Linked DNA regions of Rattus norvegicus: region 1 is linked to region 2. Evidence: chromatin contacts called from public Hi-C data. All regions are on one chromosome and are shown on one strand. Each heading gives the region's core, a stretch centred on a gene start, on an enhancer-like site or on the middle of the called end of the contact. The rest is flanking DNA. Distances are from core to core; before and after follow the strand shown. Region 1 overlaps Grin2b (glutamate ionotropic receptor NMDA type subunit 2B). Region 2 has its middle 80 kb from the start of Emp1.

Region 1 (6,062 bases), core at 782-3,281, 590 kb before region 2:
TAATCCGATTGGACCCCTTTCAAACTTCCTTCATCGGGAAGACTCCATCACTCCTGTGTAAGTGAATGGCTGAAGCCACTCCAGGGCTCCAGTACTCTGCTCTATGCACATCTTGCCACATAACTCATTTTGGATGATGGAAAACCAGCAGGCCATGCTGCAATGGTGGCTTCAATCACAGCCGTGCTTCCTGGACCAGGGCTGGCTTAGCTGGAGTGTGATCAATGAATATGAGACACAGAAGAGTCCTTGGTGGCATCTTGTGGCCATGCGTTGGCAGAGTAAATGACCAAGTGTAGACCAGACATTGGGTGCCTTGCTAAGGGACTTGGGATTTTACTTGCTCTCAGATAAGGACTTCCCAGTGGATCAGACTATCGATGAATGTAGGTCTGCAAGCGCCAGAGTGCTTGGGAGAGCATTAAGGTGGGAAGGAGACAGACAGACTCCATGCCCGAGTGTGTCTACAGCGGGACAGGCTTGCCGGCGCATCCTTCTGTGTGGCTACCTTCAATGACTCTCATCTCTTGAGCAGGACATCTGCCTTCTCCAACTGCTCCCCCGACCCCATCTTCTCTGGCCCATACCTTCAAGGCCATGTTAGAGGTTCTCTTGTGTCATATCTGATCATCAGTGACAACTGACCAGTGGGTCAGGTGCCATGACACTGTTAATCCTTGAAGGGGTGATGGAAAAGAAAGACGATACGATGGGGGCGGGGGGAGAAGAGACAGACAGCAGAAGGCCAAGTCCACAGGGTTGGCACTGTCATTACAAGAAGCCATTTAAGTAATGTGCAGAAACAGTGCAGTGTAACTCTATTATTCCTAAAGCGCAGGTTAATTCAACAGAGGAGCAGAAAGAAACGCTGGGGAAGTGGAGCTTGGTGAGAAAAACAGTGCCAGAGTAGGAATCCAGTGGAGCTGGAAGATTTTTCAGAAATGAGGATTTTCAACTAGAAATTCTGGCCGCAGTGAAAGAGGCGGTCATGGGCGTCTCAGCGGTCAGTCAGCAGGGTCCAAATGTGTTCATTGCTACCTTCTTCTCCATAGGTGCTTTGGGTTCTCTTTGGTTGGGTTCACAGCTTTAGAGTCAAAGCTTTGCTATATAGCCCTGGCTGGCCTAGAACAGACCAGGTTGGCCTTGAACTCACAGAAACCCATCTGCTTCTGCCTCCCCAGCGCTGATCACGGAGGCTCGTAGCTCCCATGACAGGCCTGAGCAAAAATTTAATCCTGACTTTGTTGCCGCTTTGCTACTTTTCTTATGTAAGCGTTCATCTGTCCAGTTTTTTTTTAAATGCGTCCCTCTGCTCTGCAGACATTTGCTCATTTAATTTTAGTGAAAATAAAGGAGTTTCCCTTCCCGAATAGTCTTATCTCTGGTTGACTCAGAAACCTACCTAGAGACAACCAGTATTACAGTTAAGGAATACAAGGCATGCTATCCTCCCTTAGCCAAATGTTTGATTATATTTATTAGAAAGTCAGTAAGCCACAGTAGCTCAACGAGAGGCTGGCTGCAGATGGAGCCCATTCCCTGATTTTTCTCAGTTTGCTCCCCACCACGGGAGTGGCCCGCAAATAAATATACACAGTCCGCGCAGGCACTATCTAGTCTTCAGCACTCGTGTGGAATCGTCACCTTTTAGCCACTCTGCCAACTCCATGCTTCTGGGGGGCAATTTGAGGTCCCACTGAGAAGAGGGTAGAGATTAAAAGCAGCGTGTTTGAGCGTCACATTGGATTTGGTAGCTCCTACCAGTTTTGACTTAGGAAATTACATAACCTCTGAGAGCTGTGGGGTTCTGCACTGTTCAATCGGATGAATAATTCTAGTCTTGCCATTGAAGCAAACCCCCGAGTGCCTAGCACGCTGCTTGGAGAGCCAGGGAGCCCTTCTCGCTGCCAGGCGCTCAGCCCCACTCTGTAGATGGTTCCTTCATCCCTCACAATGGTCAAGTGAAGGACTGCTGACTGGAGGATGGGAGAAGGGTTGGGGGCCTGACTTAATAAGAGATCTGTCCTAGGTGGCAGGGACAGGCTCAGAAGAGGGGGCTCACAGTGGGAAAGGCTTGGTTTCATTTATCATGGGACCTAAGAAAGTTTCCCATGGCCTCTGTGGCATTGGCCTTGAGTCTTGGCCATGAGAGGGACATGGAAGGCTTCTGGCCCACGTTGGTGGGGTGGGTGCTCAGTGGATGCTCTCAGAGAGCAGAGAACAAGTAGCCAGCGAGCTACAGCAGCTGAGGATACACAGAGCAGGAGATGTAACTTAAGTCAGTGGACAGGAAAGGAGGTGGTGTGCGTTGCCCGGGGGGAGGGAGGGGCAAGCGGACTCTTCTGTGTTTATTGCTGGTGTTCAGCTACAAGGAAAAATGCGCTTTCCATCCCAGTGTCATCTGGGAACTTGTCCAATTGCCTGGATACTTGCAACACACACCACTCCCTCCTTTGACATTTGAGTGGCTATGTGGCATGGACCAGTTCACTGCTGTCCTCACGGTTTGGCTTGATCCTACATGGCAGAGTCACATAGCTCCCTCCACTCCCATGGGAGATCCAGGGCCCTGCTAGAGGACTTAGAGGGGATGATGGGGGTAGGTAAGGAAAGAGAAACTTCTCTTTTTAATAGCAGAAGATCAAAAGTACTGCGGTAGGCAAGGAGGTCGAGGACCTTTTTGCCAGGTAAAATAAAATGTCGAGCATTAAGTGTGTAATTTGAGTAATTAATGCTCCAGATGGAGGAACAGTTTTATATGCTAATTCATATTTTCCAAAGGTCCAGAGCCACTCTGAAAACTATTTCCCAAATTGCTGTCCTCGCTGCCTACATCTGAGAGCACCCACACGGTGCAGCTTCACGGAGGCACGGTTTCCAGGTGGCTTTTAATTTCTTGTTTTATACAAGTGAGATGTGCCTTCCCCCCAGAGCCCAGGGCTCCCAGCCAGTGTGTTGTGTATGGGTTACAGGTGCAGCTGCGTCTTGGCCATGCTCAGCCCTCTGTGGTCTCAGGACCCTCCTTCACCTTTAGGAGACTACAGTGTCCCGTGGATCACTGTACAAGGCCTCAGAGTGACATACAGCTTTGACTTTGGTGTAGTTCTGAGGGTCTCCCTGATGCCTGGAGAACTCCTAGGCTAGCATCCATGTACATTTAGGGGAATCTTTCTTAAGGTACAGGTGAACTAGACACACATACCCAGTCTCCACGCTGCCCAGATCAGAGATCCAGATCCAGAGTGGAACCTTAGCTCCACTGTTGGAAATCTCCCTTGAAACGCAGCCAGGCCTGGCCAGCATCTTTCTGGACCTCTGCAGGCCGCAGGCCTTTCTATCTTTCTAAAGCCCCTACATCCGTTTCTTTCTTCCTCATAGTTAAACTATTTAACTCAGTGTTTAAAGCCATGCCCGGCTGCCTCGTGGCCATTCAGAGTTGTCATGGCAATGTGGCCCAGCTCTCCAAATTAGGACACATTGCAGCTGCTTTTCCCTTCCTTTTTTTTTTTTCCTCATGTGGCCTCTTTGTCGTCTCTGTCTCTCTTTCTGTCTCTCTCTGTCTCATTCTCCATCTATGTCTCTCTGTGTCTCTACGTTTCTGCATTTCTCTGTGTCTCTCTGGGTCTGTCTCTCTGTCTCTGTCCTCTCTGTCTCTCTCTCTCTCTCTCACTCTCGCTCTTTCTCTCCCCCTTGCTTCCTTAAGCCCTTGCCTGCTTCTCTCCCCCAGGATGCTAATTTAAGTACCTGGAGTCAGAGCTGGGTGGGTCTTATACTTTCCCAATGCTCTGCCCACATGCATCCTTCAACCCCCTCCCTGGCAGTCTGTGCCCACGGAGGTTCCTGAGACTTTCAGAGTCCTTTTTTTTTCTTTTGCCAGCTTTGCACCTAATACCTGTTTGGTCTGGGTGACACTAAGGATTTCTTTTTTACCTAGAAGCCCTTTGTGAGTGGACTGTGGCAAGGAAGAGGTGCTGTGCTTAGGCTCTCAACGTTCTCAGTCTTTCCAGCAGTCTCACAGCTACTGTAGGAGATGCTTGGGGCGATAAACAGCCTCAGCATGAATGGGGGTGCAAACATCTTTCCCACACAAGGCATTTTCAGGGGCTGTTTTAATTATTTTTCTCATCACTGTGACACAATTTCTTAAAATCAACCTAGGAAAAAAAGGTTTGCATTACTACACAGTTTGAAGGCTTAGCTTGATTGTGGAGAGGCGCTCATGGTAGCAGGGTTATAAGGTGGCGGTCACGTTGCATTTGTGGTCAAGAAGCAGAAAGAGATGACTACTGGTGTCCAGCTTGCTTTACTATTTGACCAGGACTCTAGCTTGTGGATGGTGCTGCCCAAATTCAGGGCATGTCTTTTCTGCTCTATTAAATGTCTCTGAGAACACCCTCATAGATACAGATGTGTGTTTCCATGGTGATTCTAAATCGAATAAGTTTGACGATGAAATTAACAGGGTCCCAGGACACTGCAAATTCAAAAAAGCTGTGTATGGTAAAAGTGTGGTGGTTAGGGTCAATTGCCAGCTTCACTTCAGGGATTGTCTGCAGTGTACTAATTGATGTGGGAAGCGTCTTAATTGTGGGTGGGATCATTCCCTGGCCAAGGGATCCTGAACCATCTAAAGGAACAGCGGTACTTTACATCGCTCTGTTTCTCCACTGTGTAGCCAGCTCCACATTTTCCCATCACGGCGGACTGTACCTTGAGCCATGAACCAGAATTAACCCTTTCTCCTTAAAGTTGCTCCTGCATGATATCATAGCAACAAAAAGAGAAACAGAGAGCGACAACAGAGGCGGTCAAGGTTAAAAAGGAAGGAGAACACAGAGAAAGATGGGAGAAAAGATCGAGAGTAGGAGGGACAGTGGTGGCCTTCCTTTCCCTCAGGTTAATTCTGTTTCACAGAGAGCTATGTGAGCCCCTTAAGTTATAGACTGGATGAGAATGGAAGGAGAAAGAGAATGGGGAGAGCAGGCAGACTCTACAACTCTTTCTGCTTCTCTGTCATTACACTATAGCCAATTAGAAAAGACTCTTGACCATGTTCAGAGGAATGAATGAGCTCAGGCATGCTTTGAAATCAATCTCTCTCTCTCTCTCTCTCTCTCTCTCTCTCTCTCTCTCTCTCTGTCTCTCTGTCTCTCTCTGTCTCTCTCACTCTGTCTCTCTTTATTGGATATTTTGTATTTACTTTTCAAATGTTATCACCTTTCTCATTTTCCCATCCATAACCCCCCTATCCCATTCTCCCATCCCCCTTTCCCCTTCTAGGAGGGTGTTCCCCCACCCATCCTTCACTTATACTGGGGGGCCCCGCCTTGGCAGGACCAAGGGTTTCTCCTCCCATTGGTGCCCAACAAGGCCATCCTCTGCTACATATGCAGCTGGAACCATGGGTCTTTACATGTGTACTAAAATCAATCTCTCTCTCTCTCTCTCTCTCTCTCTCTCTCTCTCTGTCTCTGTCTCTGTCTGTCTGTCTCTGTCTCTCTCTCTCTCTCTCTCTCTCTCTCTCTCACACACACACACACACAGGAGGACTAGGTCACTATTACTAAATACCTGGGACAATCATTTTGGATAACCTGGTCTCCAGAATTTTTTATTAAAGCAAGCAACTTGATTTATGAGCTGGGATAGGGATTGATTTTGGAAGGAAGTAATCATGGGTTTTACCCATCAGACCATCCCTGAAACCATTGAATGAAAAGTGCTGTTCAGCACTTTGGGTCTTCCCTCTCTTTGCCCCGATTATCACCTTTAGCAAATCCAAGGTCATTGACTTGACTGTGTGGAGATCACATTCCTTGACCTGTGAGAGAGGTGAAGGGAGAACGCCAGCACAATTAGCTAGGTAAACAAGGAGGGTGTTGTTATAGGCCAAGGTTCATCAGCAGGGCAGTCATGACAGGAAGGACCATCCAGGCAGGGTCACAGCTGCTAATGTGTTTGCACTTAGGCCGAAAGATGAGCTCTTAGCTGTGAGCTGGACTTGGCATTTTGATTTGCTTTTGGAGTTTGACCTAGAGCTGTGGATAGAACTTCTCGTTGAT
Region 2 (5,336 bases), core at 2,033-4,532:
TCCATCTTAAAGAAGGAAAAAGAGGCTGGGGATGTGGGCTCCTCGTAGAGCATTTACCTGATTTGAGTCCGGCTTCAGGTTTCAATCCCCAATATTAATAATAGTAATGACAATAAATAATAATAATAATAATAATAATAATAATAATATAAGAAAGAATTTTATAAGAAAGAAAGGCGACAGAGTAAGCTATGCAGCCCCAGATGGTGCTGTACAGGAGGCAGAGTCTGAAGGGAAAGCCAATTTTGCTGTCTTACAGTACAAGCAGGAAGGAAACATTCTGTTTGGAAAGGTGGGGGCTGAAGGATGTAATTGCGGAGGGGGAAGGTGGAAATGTGAAAATCTGTTGATAGTCAGAATAGAATCTGTTTAATATAATTCTTTCACAGGATAACATGAAGTTCTCCCTGCTCTGAGCCAGGCCTCCCTCCATCTCCAAGCACCCAGTCCGTATTCTCTTCTCTGATTCCCGAACAGCTGCTTTGGGAGAGGAGTCCACTACTCTACCTGTTTCCTGTACCTGCAGTGATCCTAGGACCCAAGAGTCCAGAGGCATCCTGGACACTCGGTTCATGCTGCTGTTTGACCTTGAACAATTTGCTCAACATCCCTGGAGCGCCTTCCAGAGTTCTGGAATATGGGCTATGAGTAGCAGATGGCTCTGTCACCCCTCACATTCCCATCAGGTCACATAGCCCTCCTCAAACCCACCAGGCATCGTGTGCATGGTGCATGCTTGCTCTGCAAGGAGCCCATTGTCACAAAGTCGATCTGCTTGGGATGGAGCCTGGTGCTTTCAGTCTGTTCTCAGAGACTTTAGATGAACGTCTTTCACCTTGGCGTTAGGTTCTTCTGGTGCTCAAGGCTCTCTCAAAGGAGCTGCCACCAGCGCGGAAATCCCCAGAGACACAACTCCCAAGTCTGTAGTCATAGGAGCATAGCATAACCAAGGGAGACATAATGGACAAGTAAACACTTTCAGGGTGGCTTTTCCCAGGGAGACACAAACAAATGTCTTTTGACCCAAGGTAGGGTACCAACAGTAGACCAAAGGAATGGTCACAGCCACGTCCTTGTAAAACAATGTGTTTATTTCAAGAGCATGGCTGACTGGGCACTTGCTGAAGTATGTGAGTCCAAGGGTTAATGCACGATTATCATGGAGGGAAGCAGATGCCCATGACACTAAGCAGTAGCTGAGAGTTTTACATCCTGATGCATGGGCAGCAAGTAGTAAAAGAGACCTCAGAGCCCACCCCAGAGACACACCTTCTCTGACAAGGCCACCTCGGTTCCAATAAAGCCTCACCTCCTAATCTTTCCCAAACATGTCCACTTCCTGATGACTAAGCATTCCACATATAAGTGCCTATGGGGATGGTTCTCGTTGAAACCACCACAAGGTGATAGCTAGTGTGGTTCTGAATGAAAGTGCGGGTTGTCTGCCAAGACCAGCCTCTGGTAGTGTAGGAAATCAGAGGTGGAAAAACAGATTCAGAACAAAACCCTGACCCACAGGATCAAGAACGGGCCTGGGCGCTCTGAGGCAGTGGGCGGCACCTTCCCTCTAAGTCAACAGAGCCAATAGAGTGATATACCACAGGATATATCTCAGGACAGAGTAAGGAATATTCAAATGGCCTCACTGCTCGAAAGTCTTCTGGGGCACAGAACTGTCTTGTCCCAGAATCCTAATGCGTATCTCATGGAGAGACACCCCCTCTGAGAGTCTAATCTGCCACTAAGTTACCAGAAGCAAGCAGGAGATGAGAACACCGGTCCCCTCTCCTGATTCTCATCCATCCGTCCATTTGCTCACTCTTTTAAATCATCTATCCATCCATTTATATAGTCTTTCATTCACATGTTAGTGGAGGCCAGAGACTGGCAGACTGTCTTCTCATACTGCTCCCTCCCTACCTTGTGTTTTGAAATGGTCTCTCATTGAATCTGGAGTTCTCTGGTACATCTAGCCTGGCCGGACAGCAAGTCCCTGTCTGTCTCCCTAGCACTGGGACTACAGGTGCATAGTAGCACATCTGGCTTTATATGTGACCACTGGGGATGTGAACTCGGGTCCTCCTCATGCTTGCAAAGCAAGCACTTTACCGACTGAACTGTAGTCCTTGTCCCCGTCATCCCAGTCCCCATTAGTAGCACCATTTTATTTAGCAACTACTATGCACTTGGCATGGAGTCTTTGCTACCAAGAGAGCAAGATAATTGTGATTTCTTTTTCTTCTCCCACAGGCAAGATTCTGTTATATATGACTCAGTTGTCAGGAATCTCCTCTACTGTCCTATCCTTTGATGGTCCATAGTTCCTTTGGACACTATGAGAAATGCAGACGCAGGGCCCAGATGTCACAGAGTCCACTACTACAAACTTTTAGACTTTCCATATCCACTTACCTACTTTCTGAAGCCTTGAATGAGAACAGGACACAACAACATACTTTCTCTATAGAATTGGGGACAGATATAACCAGCTTCACCTTAGACCTCTGGAGACTGACATATGAGCTGGTTCCAATGCTACCTCACACCAAGTGCCCACCCTGGGATATTTACTTAGAACATTCCTATATCCCATTTCTCTGCCTTCTGCCCCTCCCTCCCACCCCTGCCTCTGTGGGATTTTCATCAATCTTCTGTTCTCTTTACAGTATTTTCTGAATTATTATTATATGTGTTAATGGTGGCAGAACGCTGTACAATTATCCCCCAATTCATCAGGCTCCTTAACAGGCAAATGCCTTTTTCCCCCAATAAGTTTCACTGGCTGAGGCACCGATCTCGTCCTTGTTGCTACGGAAACCAGAACATTTCTCTGTTTTAATGGTATGTTGAAAGTACTGCGTGTGTACGTGTACACGTATGGTGCCTGCTGGCTTTCTCCACCCTTTCTGCCTTCCCTACCTCCATTGACCTGCCTGGCACTGTCCCGGTATCACATGCTTCCTAATGCCCCCCCCCATCCACAGCCCTGCTTGTCCCTTCGATGCCTCGCACCCTGCCTCCACCTCCCCCACCCTTCCATCTGGTGCTCTCAGCTGCTTGAAAAGAAACACCAGTTGGCTTTGCATGAAATTGAAGAGGGAGAGGGAAATAGAAGGTAATTGCAGAGACAAAAAGGCTTTGACCAGCCAGGTGTTTTCTGCTGGAAGGCCTGTGGCTTCAGCTGGCCACCTTCCTGGAGCAGGGACAACTCAGAGAGGGACAAGAGTAGAGAGTGGGGAGCTCAATGCAGGAGTAAAAGGACAAGGTCTCATATCTGGACAGCACCATCTGCTGCTACTGCTCTTGGGCACTAAGGAAGGCACCTCCCTCCAACTGTTTGTGTTTGGCTCGGAGTTAGGGGGACCATTGGTGGTGGAGAGGGCTCTGTTGAAACTTATTTGTTTATGCATTTATTCAACAAGCACTTCCTGAATGTTCAGTCCACGACAAGTGCTATTCTAAGCACCGAGGGGACACGGACACGGCCCCTGTCTTCAAGATGCATGACCTACTCCAAGTGTCACACAGCCTCTTACCCTCTCTGTGCTATCTTGGTGATTATAGTTTTAGAGACATATAGTCCATTATCATCATGGCAGGAAGCAAGTCACTGAAACAGTGGCTAAGAACTGTATCCTGATCTACAGGCAGTAGGCAGAGAGAAAGCCTGGAAACTTTAAAAGCCCACCACCTCTAGTGACACACTTTCTCCAACAAGGCCATACCTCCCAATTCTTCTAATCCTCCTCATATAGTGTCACTCTCTGATTCAAATATATATGCCTACAAGGAACATTCTTATTCAGACTATCACATTCTACTCTCTGGCTTCCATAGACTTACAGCTGTATCATAATGCAAAGCGTATTTAGTCAAGCTTCCGAAGTCCCCATAGTATTTCATAGTCCCAAATACAAAATCTCTTCTCAGACTCATGGCATTCTCTTAACTCTAACCCCCCTATAAAACAAAAAATAAAGAGCAGATCTCATACTTTCAACATTCCTTGGCACAGAATGCACATTACTATTCCAAAGGGGAGGAAATGAAGCACAATGAGTGTGCTGGGCAGTTTTATGTCAACTTGACACAAGCTAAAGTCACTTGAGAGGAGGAAACCTCAATTAAGAAAATGCCTCTATAAGATTGTGTTGCAGGCAGGTCCGTAAGAGTTTTTCTTTATTACTGATTGTGGGTAATGACATACCTAGGCTGGTGGTCACGGGTTCTATAAGAAAGCAGACTGAACAAGCCACAAGGACCAACCAGTAAGCAGCACCCATCCACAGTCTCTGCATCAGCTTCTGCCTCAAGGTTCCTGCCCAGCATGAGTTCCTGTCCTGACTTCCTTTGATGATGAACAGCTATATGGAAGTATAAGCCAAATAAACCCCTTTCTCCCCACATTGCTTTGGTCATAGTGTTTTGTCACAGCAATCAGAACCTTGACTACAAGAGTCAGAAAATACTGGACCAACAAAAGACAAAAACCATCAGGGCAAACACTAAACTTGCATCTCCATGTCTGATGTCAAAGCACTCATCCAGTCACCTACTCCTTTCAGCCTTGCTGACAGTGACACACTTCTTTTTCATGGGTTGATTCCAGGGACAGTAGCTCTCCTTGGCAGGTATCCCATGGCTCTGGCATCTCCAACATCTTGGGGTCTCAAGCAAAAACATGGCTCTACTTTCAAAGTTTCATGTAATGACCTCACCCTTTCTGATTTTCCATGCATAGCTACCCCTAATGCATGCCTGGCCTCAGTGGCTTTCCTTAGCCTGTGGGTCTATCCTTGATGCTAAAACCAGATCCATGTGGCTGAAGCTGCCATGTTCATCAGTGTTCTGTTGCCGAGTGTTTTCTTCACTCTTTAAGCTTTTCTTTAAATTCATTTTCACAAGTTGGCAACTTAACTAGATTGAGTCTTGCCCTGAGGTCACCTCTCCTTTTATTCCATTTAGTATTGAATAGTCTTTTCCTTATACTTTTTAACTCTTTGAGCACTGGATTTATCTCCATTAAATTTCCTGGTGCCCTTTTCTCCTCAAACTGTACATTTTGCATTTTTCTTTGTTCAACTTGGTCCTTTTCATTATAGATCTATGTAAGAGTGACCACTAATAATCACACAGCAGAGTCAATACTAGGCTGTCTTGAAATCTCCTCTGACAATGCCAAAGACACTTCAATCTGCCTTGAGCAGATTGTTTGTTTGGACAAGGGCAGAAAACAACACAGTCTTAAATTACCACAAGAATGGTCTCTAGGCCACCTAAAATTCTTCTCCTTTGAGAAGTGTGTCTCCTTTAAGCCAGTGTGTCATAATCTATGT

The links. Hi-C and Micro-C count contacts between places; a contact is called where the count stands out from the background.
Region 1: a Hi-C map of frontal cortex shows a contact between it and region 2, with 1.8 times the contacts expected there. The contact joins two enhancer-like sites. A contact is called at or near these places in 2 of 12 Hi-C or Micro-C datasets (Schwann cells and frontal cortex).

Annotation. Positions count from the first base shown.
Region 1 is chr4:170,608,765-170,614,826 of GRCr8, reverse strand. The region is part of intron 2 of Grin2b (glutamate ionotropic receptor NMDA type subunit 2B); the gene reads left to right. Among named protein-coding and RNA genes, the nearest start is that of Grin2b, 160 kb to the left of the region's middle. Within about 2 kb of position 2,031, at least 16 of the 93 cell types and tissues checked have an H3K27ac peak or open chromatin away from gene starts, as enhancers often do.
Region 2 is chr4:170,021,772-170,027,107 of GRCr8, reverse strand. No RefSeq gene overlaps it. Among named protein-coding and RNA genes, the nearest start is that of Emp1, 80 kb to the right of the region's middle. Within about 2 kb of position 3,282, at least 11 of the 93 cell types and tissues checked have an H3K27ac peak or open chromatin away from gene starts, as enhancers often do.